Regions from separate parts of the Gossypium arboreum genome. Here region 1 is linked to region 2. Evidence: chromatin contacts called from public Hi-C data. All regions are on one chromosome and are shown on one strand. The core of a region is the stretch at or near the end of the contact, and the rest is flanking DNA. Distances in the headings are between cores, read along the strand shown. Region 1 holds the start of LOC108450025 (protein NRT1/ PTR FAMILY 5.10-like). Region 2 holds the start of LOC128293087 (serine/threonine-protein kinase-like protein CCR4).

The links. Hi-C and Micro-C count contacts between places; a contact is called where the count stands out from the background.
Region 1: a Hi-C map of leaf shows a contact between it and region 2, with 3 times the contacts expected there. The contact joins the promoter of LOC108450025 here to the promoter of LOC128293087 in region 2.

What each region holds. Positions count from the first base shown.
Region 1 is chr5:27,989,262-27,991,961 of ASM2569848v2, reverse strand. LOC108450025 (protein NRT1/ PTR FAMILY 5.10-like) reads left to right here and starts at 1,448. Exons shown (of 3, transcript XM_017747453.2): 1 at 1,448-1,942; 2 at 2,086-2,633. The coding sequence starts at 1,592.
Region 2 is chr5:27,859,155-27,861,854 of ASM2569848v2, reverse strand. It overlaps LOC128293087 (serine/threonine-protein kinase-like protein CCR4), which reads right to left and starts at 1,330. Exons shown (of 1, transcript XM_053028422.1): 1 at 1-1,330. The coding sequence starts at 1,049.

The DNA of each region.
Region 1 (2,700 bases), core at 199-2,698, 130 kb before region 2:
TATATTATTTGTGCCATACTTATGTCATAACTTCAATAAAAAAAAATTTGCACATGTTGTCTACCATTAACACCATGGCCGACCACTACACAAAAAATGGGGAGTTTGACATGCAAATCCTCCTATTTTGCACTACTATTTATTAGGCCACTACATATTAGCCTATAGCATTTTCAAAAATTTTCACATAGGTCCTATTTCATAATTTCACTCACAAATGGCAGAATCAAAGCATGGGATTTTCACACATGCACTTTCACATGAAATAAACACATAATATAACATTTGATTATTTTTGGGACTCGATTTTGTGATCCCGAAACCACTTTCTGACTAGGGCCAAATTAGGGCTGTCACAACCTTCCTGGACTGTAAAATAAATATCAAGGATATATTGTTCATAAATTTTTTTAATCTTCTAATTTATAAATATTTTTTTCAGAAAAAAATCAAAAGATTATAACTAAAAGAGGGGTTACTATACTCTTTGGTACTCGAGTTTAACATTAATATTTAATCCGATCCTTGAGCTTCTTTTTTGAATTTGATATTTAAGTTTGACTTCAATGTGTAATTTAATATTTGCATTTTTTTGTCCCAATTAAGTACCTGCATTTTTTTATTAGAGCACACGTGTTAAATATTCAGTGCAGGACATGATGCCATTTGGTCAAGGTACCAATTTAAATATTGAAGTCAACTTAGCTATTAAATTAAACATTAAAACTGAACTCATGTACCAAATGATATATTAATTCTTAAAAGAAAAAAATTAAAAAGATAAAGAATAAAAAACCCTTAAAATAATATAGGAAATAGATAATTAATTTTGCATTATTTAGTATCTGAGTTTGAGATATTTTTTAGTTTGATTCATGTGTTTGTTTTTGAGTCAATATAGTATTTGTATTTGGCAAACCTTAAGATAATGTTATAAATTATAATTAAATAATAATTAACTTTTATCAAATCAATCTTAAAATTTGAAAAAGAATCACAACCTTCAAACTTTATTTAACCAAATAAGCACAAAATTAAACAAATTACAATCCACACTAAATTTATTCTATTATTATATTTTATTAAATTAACTCTAAATCTTAAATTAAGCATTAAAAATTAGCACAATTATTTTTTTAAGTACTAAAATATATAATTTTTGGTAAATACAAGCATCCCATTAAACAACTAAATTATAGATTAATAGAATTTTAAAGATAATGATTAATTTAAACAATTATCTTAATTAGAGTAATTATATAAATTAAAATAAAAATCCTTAATCTTATATACATTAAAAATTAAAAAAAAGCCATAGAAAATGGATAAACTTTTAAATGAAAGAAATAGTACTTAATTTTATAAAATTTTATTACAGAATTAAATCAAAAAAAAATTGAAAAATCAACGAGATATTTTAACTTTCCTTTTTTTGTTCTTTGTGTTTAGAAAGTTTTAAGGTAGAAAAAAGATTGACATTATTCTTATTTACTGACATTAGCAAAAGCAAAGAGCGAATCCGACATGAATCTGTTTTTTTACTGCTGACGGAGATAAGTACATCCAAATTGCAAAGGCTTTGGCAAAAGCGATGGCGATCTCCAATCTCTCCACTGCTCAAACTCCACTTTTAGATGACACCATTGACGCCTCCCTTGATTACAAAGGCCGTCCCGTCCGCCGCTCTAACTCCGGCGGCTGGAGATCCGCTTCTTTCATCATTGCCGTTGAAATTGCTGAGAGGTTTGCTTATTATGGCATCTCCTCAAATCTCATAACTTACTTGACGGGGCCTCTCGGCGAATCCACTGCCGCCGCCGCCGCTCAAGTCAACGCCTGGTCTGGTGCGGCGTCACTTCTGCCACTCTTGGGTGCTTTCATTGCTGATTCTTTTCTTGGCCGATATCGCACCATCATTCTTGCTTCCCTTCTTTACACCTTGGTAAAACAATTTCCCTTTCTTTTATTAAGAGAGTTCATAATTCCTGGAATTTGGTGTTCAAGATTATTTTAATTGTTCCAGTAATTGATTAGAGTACTTGCTAGACGTTTTCTGTGCTGACTTGATGTGGAATGATTTAACAGGGTCTAGGCTTGTTGAGTCTGTCAGCCGCACTTCCTTCTGTCAGCAATTCTGGTGACCAAAGTACAGATAATACCATATTAAGTTCTTCTGCTCAATTTCAAGTCATACTATTCTTCTTCTCACTGTATCTAGTAGCATTTGGACAAGGTGGGCACAAGCCATGTGTTCAAGCTTTTGGTGCAGATCAGTTTGATAGACAAGACCCAGAGGAGTGTAAAGCCCAAAGTTCATTCTTTAATTGGTGGTATTTTGGTATATGTGCTGGCACCTTCATAACCCTTTGGATTTTAACCTACATCCAAGACAATCTTAGTTGGACTCTTGGATTTGGGATACCCGCTATTGTAATGGTTGTTGGTCTGCTTGCTTTTGTGCTTGGAACCACAACTTACAGATATAGTATCAAAGGTGATGAAGAAAACCCATTTCTGAGAATTGGTAGAGTGTTCATTTTGGCTGTTAGGAATTGGAAGACAACATCTTCAGCAATTGCTGCAGAGGAAGAGGCACGAGGAACTCTTCCAACTGAAAGTTCCAAGCAATTCAAGTAAGTGAGATATTTTTGCATACGAGAGAATTAGGATATGATTTACGAAAACAATGTTCCTATTTAC
Region 2 (2,700 bases), core at 81-2,580:
GAGGGAGCTGATGGCAGGGACGGCGCAATTGACACACAAGCTTCGCATATAGATCCACCATTGCTGCAAAATGAGCCTGATCCGGACACTGAACCACATGGACATGTATTCCTACATGGCCCCGGTAAAACTTGAGAGAAAACCATAGAGGTGGAGTTAAACCTTGCGTCACCCCAACAAAACAAGGAAAAATCCAATGTTGAAACTCCACAAAAAACATTTCTCTTTGCTTTGATTGCAATAAAGCTACGCCTTTCCAGTTCCTGTGGCAGACTGAAGTTATTTTGGCCCCAACAGACCACAGTTCTATTAGTCCTTAATGCACAGCTCCGGTTCAGTCCCAAAGCCAGTGCGTTGAATTTTCCCCGTGGCGTATCGTCGACCACCGTATTCCCCCAACACTGTAAATCATTACCTCTACTGATGGCACAAGCATGCCTAAAGCCCGCAGCAATCACCTGATAATTCCCTTTAGGCTCTTCGCCAGTGACACCAGCACCGTTTCCACGGCAGCTAATTTTTCCATCTTCCGATAATCCACACACAAATCCTTCGCCAACAGCGATTTCAGAGAAGTTTTGATCCCCGGTTGGGTTGAATTCGGGCCATTGCCAACAGTCAAGAGCGTTGGTCGCATTAAGACCACAAATGTGAGAGTTTCCAGCTTCGAGTTGGTTGAGAGCTGGACCCCTGTAAATCCTTTTGAACTCCATAGTAGTGCCATTGTTGAAGAATCTCCAACAATGCATGACCGAAACATTTGATGAGGAAAACGAAGGTCTGAAACCGCATAAAAACCCATCCCCAGAGACAATCCCAGTGAAGGAATCATTAGGATGGAAAGGGGTTTGAATCCCAGGACTTGGAAGGCTAGAACAATTTAGTGAGGATCGGTTGAGTTCAGGAGAAGGCACTAAAGCACACACTAATGTGAGGTTAGAAGTTTCAGATATAGAGACTGTGGAGAAGGAAGAACTGAAAGAAAAAAAACAAAGAAAGGAAGAAATCAAGAGAGAAAAGGGGTGGGATTTGCAGAAGAAACAACCCATTGAACTTGTTTCGACACCTAATTTGATGGTGAGAGGGAGAAAGATTATATATTTGGCAATTAAAGAATGCCAACATTGTTGGAGTAATGGAGCATGAGGGAAATTACACGCGGTTTACAGAGTTTGATGGAGTTTCAAGTGTGCAACTGAGACCCAGTCCTGTGAAAATGTAATACTTTATTTCAAGGATTTTTCAGAAGCAGCAAGCACTGTGGTCTGGTCAACATTTGACGCCCACAGACACCCTCCAACCACAACAACTCCAACCAAATTGGCTCCACACCTTCATATCAAAACTCTTGCGTATATATAACCTGGTTAGGCTGCTCAAGTCGAGTAAAGCTTAGTACATCTTTATAAATTTGAATCCTTTCACAAATTATTTAATAATTTTTTTTTTGTTTAAATTTAATTTTGGAAGGATATTTACATGAGTTTTTCTATATAAATGTCTTGTTTGGCAGAGTTGGTAGTTAAATCATTATATATGCGTTTGACGAATTGTTCTAACATAATTTAATATTTCTACATATAAGAGATGAATGTTAATTAGTGATTTAACGTAGACTTGATAATTATATATCATTTGACAGAATGAGCCTCCTACTTTTTGTTTTATTTCAAAGCTAGCCCTTCTTTTCTTAATATTTTTTATGCTCACTCGTTTTTGTTCATTGTTAAACCGTTTCAATTTTCAACCGCGTTCAGTAGGATGTTAGGTTGCGCTTTGGATTGAATAATTTATTCCAATATTTTCCATTATTCAAATTTCAATTAATTTGGTTGAAATAGAAACATTCCAAAAATTGTGGGGTTTTTACCCAATTAATTTTAAAAAAATTAAATATTTACAAGAATACTCATTTTTTAAAACAATGACAGCATGAATAGTGACCAGTACTGTGTTGGCTGACACCCATGTCAGGTAAATTTTTTTTTTTAGATCCCGTGTTTCTAGTGGTTAGCATCTAGTAAAAAAATAATTTTTTTTCTATATTTTTGGTGATGGCACCATGGTGACTGGCACTCATGTTAGTAAAATTTTGTTTTTTTGATCCCGTGTTTTTAATGGCTGGCACCCTAGTAAAAATATAATTTCTTTTGCCTTGGCCTTCCATTTGTCAGCACCCATGTTTGAAAAATATGATTTTTTAGGTGCCGGCTATCTTCTTGTCGTGCACTCTCACACAGAAGATGGAATGCGTGGGTCTTTGGGTGCATCATTCCACCAGGGTAGATATTAAATCCGACCTTAAACATTTGAATGAATGCTGTTGTGCCAAACCTGGCGGCATCCAAGTACGGTATAATCTTATGGTCAGGAAAATATATTGGAACATGAAGTTGAGTTCTCAAGATCTGATACTCATTCTGTACATATAATAAAATCGATATTTGTTAATGTTTTCAAGTTTAATTTTCACAACTAATGAATGATTATTTTTTAAAGAGTACGACTTCAAAAACATTTCTAAAAAAAAAATTATATGATTTTATTTAAAACTGACTCAGACCACATTTATCGGCTCCTTTATCATAAACGTTGTGTGGTCGGTAGCTCGGATAAGAGAATCCATTACAATTTCTGCATAAATATCAATTAAATTATCAATTACCATACAAAAAAACAACAAATAATTTAACAAATCAT